Linked DNA regions of Mus musculus: all the other regions are linked to region 1. A link is a contact called in public promoter capture Hi-C data. All regions are on one chromosome and are shown on one strand. Each heading gives the region's core, a stretch centred on a gene start, on an enhancer-like site or on the middle of the called end of the contact. The rest is flanking DNA. Distances are from core to core; before and after follow the strand shown. Region 1 holds the start of Cops2 (COP9 signalosome subunit 2). Region 2 holds the start of Ap4e1 (adaptor-related protein complex AP-4, epsilon 1). Region 3 holds the start of Sppl2a (signal peptide peptidase like 2A).

Region 1 (3,220 bases), core at 311-2,810:
AAAACTACTTGTAATGGAAACAAAAGCAAAACAAGAGTTTAGTATCTGTTTACAACTACCTTGTGATTGAATAAATAACAAAATTCTGTATTGAAATCACCAAGCATCTACTATGACTCTCCAGTCACAGCACTTCCTTCTGCAAAATATGTCTTTCTGTAAAATGAAAACCTTTTTTAAAAATTGCAAATGATTTACAGATTCATCTATACAAAGATGTTACACCATTACCTCAAAATAAAAATATTAATGCTTTGAGAATGTGACACTTAAAAGAAAAGAGGGCCTGGAGAGATGGCTCAGAGGTTGAGAGCACTGACTGCTCTTCCAGAGGTCCTGAGTTCAATTCCCAGCAACCACATGTGGCTCACAATCATCTGTAATGGGATCTGGTGCCCTCTTCTGGTGTGCCTGAAGACAGTGTACTCATATACATAAAATAAATAAACCTCAAAATTAAAAAAAGAAAAGAAAAGAAAAGAAAAAAGACGACCCAGACTTCTCCAAGCATGTACACCACAGCTTGCACTATCATCGGATTTTTCTAAAAACCGAACAATTGCTTCCCAATTAAGAAACAAAACTGACACTAATTTTGGGATCAAGATAATTTTCTTAGTTCTTACACAGGCATGCGTTTTGGACTATCAACATAAATCATGGGGTACAGTTTAAAACCTGTAAATCCATTCACAATTAAACCTTAAATGGAAAAGAAATCACCAATCAAACTAGGCAAGTTTGTTTACTTTTATGCCATTGATGATTCAAACACGGATGCTGGGAAATTTCTTAAATCAAGGAAAAAGATCATTGGTTCCAATTCCCTTAACCCCTACCTTTCCCCAGTCCAACCAAACAAAAAGCAAATCTTTCTTCGGAGCTTGTCATGTTTTAGAGGACGGGACGAGTCGTTTAACTACTCCTCCTACTCTTGCTCTGAGCCTTAACCTGGGACCCAAACTGACCCTGGGCGAGACTCTTAGGCTGTTTTGGGGGAGACTCCCGAGTTTCGCAGTCAGGTCTGGGAGCAGGATGGACCACCCCCCTCTTCCAGTTTTCACTCTTCCAGCATCTGGCACCGGCTCAGGTCCAGAGTGGAGAAGAGATGGGCCCCCTAGGGCCCAGACCTAAGCGCCGGGCCGTGGAGGCTCGGTGGCGGGCAGAGAGGCGCCGAGAACCGGCCGCGGCCAGTCACCCGCGCTATCCCTGGGCCCAGCGTCCAGGGCGGCCCCGCCGCCTCTCTCCCTCTCTTCCCAGGCCCCACAGGCCCGCGACGCCAGGCGAGGAGGGAAACCTGTCCCTGGGCAGGGCGGAACCGGGCCGACGAGCCCCGGGAGGGAGCTGCAGCCTCTCGGCCTTGGCACCACCGCCACATCCCACTTCCAGCCCCCGCCCGCTCCCTGCGCCTCACCAGGTCGTAGTCCTCCTCATCATCGCACATGAAATCATCCTCCATGTCAGACATCTTGGCCGGAGGGGGGAGGGGGAGAGGAGAAATTAGAGACAGCCTCCTCCCACAGTGCTCCGCGGCCCAGAAGCGTCACTCCCGAGTCTCCTCGTCTTCCGGTCTCTCCAGGAGAAGATAAAGCTCATTCCGGAACTAAAGCGCTCGACCCTGAGATGATTTACTACGGCTCCCAAAGGGAGGGCACAGCCGGCTCTTCCTGAGCGACAGTTTGTGTCTTAGCAACTAAGCGTAGCAACTACGAAATCGGGCGTTGCGGGTCCTATCTGAGGGGCTTCGAAAACCTTCTAGCTGTATCCAGCGTCCTAGGTGAGGGAACTGTCTCCTTCCTTGCCTGGGACTCTGGAACCGTCTGTTTCTAATGAAACATGCCCGACCTATCTGAAAGGTAGCGTGCCTCTACCATTGTTATCTATGTGTTTTCTTTCAACACCCTGTAGTGGTGTTTTTACAGTGGTGTATTTACAGCAACACAATTGTCTAGTAAAGTTATGTTTGTAGTTAACAAAAACAGTTCTGTGGATATCCCGGTTTGGATATGCACTAATCAATTGTTCAATTATTTAATGAATCACAAACGTGCATTAACTGCTTTTAGGATGAAATGAAAGTAACAGTTGGTGACAGATTTTTTAAAAATGCATTGTCGCAGAAAACCATTAGAGTTCAGAGTGAAGAAAAATGTGGAAATAAGGCAATCCCCCTTTTTGGAGAAACCTTCCAAATTCTGTACACAAATGCTATAAAGTTATAAAGTAGATATAGGTTAGAATTTAGGCCCAATTGTTATCTATACAGATGAATTAAACATGCCCAAATTACCAAAGGTAAAAACAAAAAAACAAAACCAAATCAAACAAAATTACCTGATTTTATCTTCATCATGCACAGCTGATGTTGAGCACAGTTCAGCATTAACATTCACACCTTCGGGTTGAATCCTTACAGACCCCGCTTGGCTGTGCTCCAGTGACTTCTGAAGTTGTACCTGATGTCATTACCAGCTTTTCTCTGAATCCACTGGAGAACAGGATACTTTTGGTTTTGTTTCTAAGCCAGAAATTGCTTGGTTCTAAAAATCTTGTCAGAAGACGTTAAGGTCAACGATTGTATTATTTTTATATTGAAAACACTGTGAACACAATTTATAGCTGTACATTCAGAATGTTAAAAAATAAGTCTTCAAACGATTTTGCATTGTATATCATTAACATTGATTTTTTTTTCTTTTTTTATGTTTTGAGCTGGGGGAAGAACTTAGCCTTGTGTGTGTTAGGTAAATGTTCTATTGCTGGGCTATCCCTCTAGCCTAACACCTAATTGTTACTTAGGAAAATATTAGAAGAAGGAATTTCAGATGGCTTAAAGAAGTAACCATTCAAGGAAACATCATTTTGGTCACAGTTTTCTAGCAATAATATCACCTTTCTTATAACCACACAGTTTTACTAATAGCCTTTTCTATCAACACTTTATCACAAGAAATTTTAAACTTAAATACATAATAAAGGATAGCATCATGGACACAAGTATACCAACTCTCAGCTTTAATGTTCTGTATTCCCTGGGTCAACTTAAAGATACATATAAAGCAACATATGTGCAGCTATGTGTATTTCCTAAAATCGAAGACATTTACCTGTGCAAGCATAGCATTATCATTACATATTAGACGGACAATTCCCCTGAAGCTATTTAACTTCAAATCCTTGTTCAAAACTCCTCTACTGAATATAAAAGTTTAGTTTTGGA
Region 2 (3,220 bases), core at 541-3,040, 1.1 Mb after region 1:
GAGATCCACCTGCTTCTGCCTCCCAGCACTGTGATTAAAGGCCTGTTTGTGCCACTATGCCTGGCTGAAGTCCTAGGCCGAATTATTTATTTATTTATTTTTGGCTTTTGACGTTTGGAGACAGCGTTTCTCTGTATAGCCCTGGCTGGCTTAGAACTCAGAGATCCACCTGCTTCTGCCTTTTGAGTGCTGGGATTAAAGTGTATGCCACCTCATACAGCTCTAAATTGAATTCTTTTAAGCTGTCTAGACCCCGCTTCCGCAGTACCAAGGAATCACCTTGCCTATTGGCTCCCTCTCAGGTCACTGACCACCTCCTTGTGGTTTCTAAAGCTGTTCTATGGCCACGACCTACAGGTTTGGCATTTTTGAGCCTTTTAAGCTGTTGCATAATTTTCTAGCCAATTCAGTATGCTAATGAAAGCTGTGTAAGAAGTTTTAGTGCGGGGGTGGGTGGATATGGGGGACTTTTGGTATAGCATTGGAAATGTAAATGAGCTAAATACCTAATAAAAAATAGAAAAAAAAATAAATAAAAAAAAGAAGTTTTAGTGCTGCTTGAAAAGCAGGAACAACAGAGTTTTGCTTTTTATATAGCCTACCATGTCTCTGTTTCAAATGTGTAATTTTTCTTCCTTTAAACTTTGGTCCAAACAATGACCCTGTTTTACTGGCACCACAGCACAATTTGAAAAAGCTCTATTGGATAAGACGGACTAAGGGGGATAGTGAACATCACCCAGGCCAGGGGAAGGAAAGTTTCACTTTACTTTTTGGCAGTGTAGCCGCGTTCCTTTCACCCGAGTCAGAAATGTATCAGCTTTCCCCAGCATATTTTTTAGGTGGAAGAAAAAAATTGGGGGATGGGGAAAGTTAAGACAGGGTTTCATATAACTCAGGTTTGTTTTGAACTTGATATGGAGCCGGTGATGCCCTTGAATTTTCTTGCTCCTCCTTCCAGTCTCAAGGGCTGGGATTTCAGGCAACAACCACTACATGGCTGGAAAGTAAGTTTTCTAATTTAAACTAGTGAAAGGGCCTAAAGTTAAAAAAACACACACACACATACACACACACACAGTAAACAAAACTTTACGTAGGCATAAAATATTAAATTCTAAAGAAAATCTGTTTTAAATAATTTAAATATTGAGATTTTTCAATAAATTAAACTTTTTTAAAAAAAGATTTATTTATTATTATAAATAAGTACCCTGTTGCTGTCTTCAGACACGCAACAGAAGAGGGCGTCAGATCTCATTATGGATGGTTGTGAGCCACCGTGTGGTTGCTGGAATTTGAACTCAGGACCTTTGGAAGAGCAGACAGTGCTCTTACCCACTGAGCCATCTCACCAGCCCTAAACTTTATCTTTGCATAACTATTCTGTCAGGCAAACTTTTTCTTTTGTTGAGGTGTAGGTACAAGAACAACTTCAAGATTTAAGAAAAAAATTTCACTTATCACAGACAAAGTTTCAGAGATAAGAGCTCCTACAGGTGTTAAGAACACTATAAAGATGGTAGGTCAGGTTTGTAATCCCAGCACTTGGAGGCTGGGACAGGGGAATGGCACGAATTCATTAACCTTGGGAAGTTCGAGAAAATACAAGATCATGCACACACATTTCACCGCTAATAGAATGATCATGAACTTCATGTCTCCAGAGAACTCCTCTCTCCTCCTAGACTCGTGCGCCCCCAGGCGGTGTTTCCCGGAACTTCATCCTGCTCGTCCTGCTCCGGCGCGAATAAAGATTTCTTATTCAAAACGCCGGAAGTGACTACGGAGGCCGGGAGAGTCAGCGCGAAGTAGCCTCGTAGGGAGGCAGCGATGAGCGACATGGTGGAGAGGACGCTGACCGCACTGCCGGGGCTCTTCCTGCAGAACCAGCTGGGAGGACCTGCGGCCTCCAGAGCACCCTTCTTCTCCAGGCTGGGCGGCCTCATCCGTGGCGTCACTGCACTCTCATCCAAGCACGTATGCGGCGGGGTTGGCTGGGCGGGATGGGGTGGGGCGGCGGGGCCGGAGACATCGGTCCGCTGGATGGACGCAGCCGGGCGTCCGCCTCAAGTTGCCTGTACCGACCGACCTCAGGAGGCCGGCTTTCTGATTTGGAGGCCCGAAGACCCTCCGTGTGTTTTCTCATGGGGTGCTTTGAGGATTACATGAGCTGTCAATCGAGTGAAAAAAGCCAGTATGACCTAAAGCCTGAGCTATAGGCTCCTACCAAGTTTCTCCTCCCTGTTGAGATTTTTGTTTTGTTTTGATTTTTCGAGACAGGATTTCTCTGTGTAGCCCGGGCTGTCCTGGAACTCACTCTGTAGACCAGGCTGGCCTCGAACTCAGAAATCCGCCTGCCTCTGCCTTCCAAGTGCTGGGATTAAAGGCTTGTGCCACCACTGCCCGGCTCCCTCTTGAGTTTTAATTTTTCTATTTGGAAGCATCACGTACTCGGACAGACAACCCTCATTCCCACCCCTGACAGGGCTGTTAATCTTTGCAGAGCTTGAGGTTTAGTCTAGACCAACGGGTTGGGCAAAGACGCGCTTTGAAAACTAGTAGTTACTATAGAAGTTATTAAGTTCCCACGTACTTTGTATGGTACTGACTCAAAGCCTCAAGGAGTGTTTGTCTTAAAAACATAATATTGTGTCATACTTTCTTCAGCAAGTATTTATCAAGCACAACTATATGTTAAGTAATGAAAATAGCAAAACACTTTTCTGTCTATTTTCTGTCCATTTTAGACTTAACATAAATAAGTAACTACAGTGCAGTGTAAATGCCTGCAGCATGGAGAAGAGAAACAAGATGCCTTTAAAGGTTTAAAACGGGCTTGTGTTCTCACTGGAAGCTGGTGTGTGGCAGGGCTTGCTGAACATCCCTTAATCATTATTCGTGTACTTAACATCTCTTCGTGCTTTTCTGTTGCTAATTTGTATGAGAGGGCAAGTAAGTATTTTGTGTGTACATGTATGTACTGAGAGAATGTGTATGTGCTGGTATGTGAGGATGCACGGACCCACGGCACATGTATAGGCTTCCGAGAACAGCTTTGGGTCTTAGTCCTTACCTTCCACCTAGTAGGTGAGATCTCTCTTGACGCTTGTTTCTGTGTTGTATATTCAGGCAGGCTGGCTAGGGAGCTTCGAGTGTTCTGTCTCACCATAGGAGTGCAGGGATCACAGGTCCACCTCACCACACCCGGCTTTGTGCT
Region 3 (3,220 bases), core at 364-2,863, 1.1 Mb after region 1:
AAATTAGTGGAGCTATGGTATAAGTACGTAAACATTATTTCGTATTAATCATCTTAAGTTCCCTGAAATGAGTTAAGCTTGACAGCTAAGCTAGAGGGCCGAGACATTTACATATCCTGTGAGTTTTCTTTGGACCTAAATGACACTTGTCTGGTTATTCAGTTCCTGCTTTAAAGATACAAAGTAAAGCTACTGTGCTGTCATTCTCTCCTCAAAATACTTTTTGAATGGGTTCTCTCCGAATGCTGTCCAGCAAAGTTCCTAGAACGCCAAAGGCTACCTTAAAAAAAAAAAAAAAAAAAAAACTGTTTGGGGCTTAAACCTTCTCCATGACCTTTTCAAGCCCAGAGTGACAAAGCAGTCTTTCAGAGAAGTGATGGTTTTTAAGTAATAACTACATACACAGTTTACACAACAGTGTGCAAACAATACCGATACAAATTTCCCAACATCAAATGTCAGAAAAGAAAGTGAACAGAAACAAAATCTAAAACACTGAGAGTTAGCTTCTTGGTCACACATTGGAGCTCAAATTACTTTGATCCCGAATTTTAAAACATTATTTCAGCAAATATGGGTATGTGAGCGCATATTTGTTATTTTTTTCTCAACCAGACTTTGACCCTTTTAGACGTCAAACTATTCAAACCTCTCATTTCCCCTTTAAAGGTATTTTAAAGTATACCTATATGAAAACAAAAGCATAATACAAATCCCATAGTATAATCACATGTACCTTACATAGAAGGCACTATCTGGGAGTGAAAGGAAAGTATATAGATATTCATATGGCTATAGAGAGAAATGTATGTGAGCGCAGTCAACAAAAGAGCAGGCCAGAACGCTAACACCTGGAACCCTGTTCACACCGGCCCCTCCATCCGCCTTTTTCTAGGCAAAAGGCAGCAGTAAGATTGGGCTACACAGAGAAGCACAGAAGTGAATTCTTTGAATTAAGAAGAAAAGATGCCAGCACAGTGAAAAATTATAGAGAGGGCTCCAGGACCAAGGAGGAGGAAGCTCCCCACCCACTCCTACCCCCGCCCGCGGGTTTCTCCCAGGGGTTGGGCATTTCGCTGGATTTCGGGGGCTGGGGGCGGGTGAGGAATGCTGGGACTCAAGGACGAAGGCAGTTAACCGGGCCCGGGCAGTGGGAGAATGGGAAGCCAGGGTAGAAGGAGAGGAAGGGGGAGGTAGGGAAGGAGGAGGGATGAGGGAAATCCGGAGGAGGTTAGAGGGAAAGGAAGGGATGGAGGGGGAGGGGGAGGAAGCGGGAGGAAGGGGAGGGAAAAGCGGAGGGGAGGGGAGGGGAGTGCGGCTCTCACCAGTCCGAGCAGGCAGCTCCAGAGCAGGGCAGCCGCGGGAGCGTGCAGCGAGTGCAGCAGCCCCATCCCACGGGCGGGCAGCTAGGCTCAGGCTGCGCTGGCGGCACCCGGACCTCTAGGGTGCAGCCCCGACTTCCTCTTCCGGTCCCTCCCGCGAAACGCTAGGCCGGGACTCTGTGGGTACTGTCAGCTCCTGGCAGAGCCGTTTTAGCTGCGTAAATCCTGGGTTCTCGTTCGGTTCCCCCTAACTGCGGCCGCCGCCCATTCCAAGCCACTGGAGCTTCGGGTTTCAGTTTCCTTTCTGGCCTCTGCCACGTAGCCTCGGGGCGATCTTCGTAAATACGGAACCCAGACGAGGCTCCTCTCCACACTTGGCAGCACAAATCAAAACTCTTCCTCTGCTGCTAAGTTTACGTCACCTCACCCTGTTTTCTCTGTCCTTGGTTTCTCTACTTTCCCACCCGTTAAGATCCACAGACCCTCCAGGCGGGCAGTCTCTGGGGAATACACTCTTGGTGTTCCCTTATCACTTACTTAACACTTCCTCCCTAAAGAGGGTTTCCTAGTACACTTCATCTTAAGTACCCCTTAATTCACTTTCATGCTATGATTTATTTGTAACCTTCATAGCTTTTTTTTTCTTTTTGTTATTTATTTATTTATTTATTTATTGCTGTTGTTGTTCTTGCTTTCTTTGGAAACATCCTCGACTAGTACTGAACTCACTTTGAAGATGATGGCCTAGAACTCAGAGATCTTCCTGTATCATAGGCATAAGTCACCATGCCTGAGGTTTTGGGGGTCCCTCCCCCCATTTTCTTATACTCATCTATGTATCTCCCATGCTGCTATCCAGTTAATGGAAGGATCCCTCTTTGCTCTGTTGACTGCTGTGTCCTTACACACAGAATATCCAGTGTATACTAGGTTGTCAAATATTTGTTGGATGACTATTTAATACCAAACACTGAATAGGACAGTGTTCCTGTTATCCTAAAGGAGGGACACAGCAAGGACTACAGATGTGTGAGCAAACACTGTTACAAAGCAACCTTTCACAAGGAACTCCACAAGGATCCAAGGGAGGTAAAAATAGGGCACCAGGAAGAGAAAAAAAAAAAAAAAAAAAAAAAAAAAACACCAGCCCTAGCTGAGTATAACTGACTATTACCTTCTGTGCAAGTTAATTTCAGCTAGGCAAAGAGGAAGGAAGCATTAGTCTGAAAGCCAAGGGAGGCAACTACAGAACTACAGAACTACAGAACTGGACCTTGGCTGAAGTTAGGAGAGGGGGAGAGTGAGAAGAGGCAGAGGGTGAAATAGTTGCACAGCTTGGAACTTGAGACTTCCTCATTGGCATCTTCCTGGGGGAATTCCTGAAGGAAGCTCTCCCACAGTTCTGCGTGGGTTTTTTCTGTAGTTGTCTGTCCCCTGGCTTCCCCCTCTGGTCCAGTTTCAATCTATTTGTAACCCTACCAGCTGTAAGAACCCCCTAGACAGAAACTGCCTGTCAAGCATTGTTGCATTTACTCTCAGCCACTTTTAGAATCCTTCTAGGACACTGATGTTTAAGCTAATCTCCCCTTTCCACTGGGATCCTAGATACTTGCTCATCTGATGAGAGCAATATATCTGGATTTTAAAAACATTTCCAGATTTAATATACAGCCAAGCTTAAAAACCTTTCATTATTTAGTGTTTCAGAGTGCTGGCCTGGACCACGGCTCCTGACTGCAGTTTCAGCATCACCATCCAAACCTATTGAATCCGAGAATCAGAGAATGAGCATTCCAGAGACCTCATACTGCTACCTCAGTTTAGCTCAAATAAATCTTACTCCTGACCTTCTAAGTTGTCTCAGGGGAACATTTATACTCTTAAGAGCTTCTTGTTGG

What was found. Promoter capture Hi-C pulls out the DNA fragments that hold promoters and counts their contacts.
Region 2: a promoter capture Hi-C map of hippocampal neurons shows a contact between it and region 1, with 4 times the contacts expected there. The contact joins the promoter of Ap4e1 here to the promoter of Cops2 in region 1. A contact is called at or near these places in 1 of 39 promoter capture datasets (hippocampal neurons), 1 of 484 Hi-C or Micro-C datasets (B cells) and 2 of 115 datasets of contacts at active chromatin or transcription factors (astrocytes and large pre-B cells).
Region 3: a promoter capture Hi-C map of hippocampal neurons shows a contact between it and region 1, with 2.1 times the contacts expected there. The contact joins the promoter of Sppl2a here to the promoter of Cops2 in region 1. A contact is called at or near these places in 4 of 39 promoter capture datasets (the HPC-7 cell line, cranial neural crest, hippocampal neurons and 1 more) and 2 of 115 datasets of contacts at active chromatin or transcription factors (astrocytes and pancreatic cancer cells).

What each region holds. Positions count from the first base shown.
Region 1 is chr2:125,857,522-125,860,741 of GRCm38.p6, forward strand. It overlaps Cops2 (COP9 signalosome subunit 2), which reads right to left and starts at 1,561. Exons shown (of 13, transcript NM_009939.3): 1 at 1,415-1,561. The coding sequence starts at 1,468. It also overlaps a transcript of Galk2 not described here.
Region 2 is chr2:127,006,921-127,010,140 of GRCm38.p6, forward strand. Ap4e1 (adaptor-related protein complex AP-4, epsilon 1) reads left to right here and starts at 1,791. Exons shown (of 21, transcript NM_175550.3): 1 at 1,791-1,980. The coding sequence starts at 1,834.
Region 3 is chr2:126,931,622-126,934,841 of GRCm38.p6, forward strand. Sppl2a (signal peptide peptidase like 2A) reads right to left here and starts at 1,614. Exons shown (of 15, transcript NM_023220.2): 1 at 1,326-1,614. The coding sequence starts at 1,391.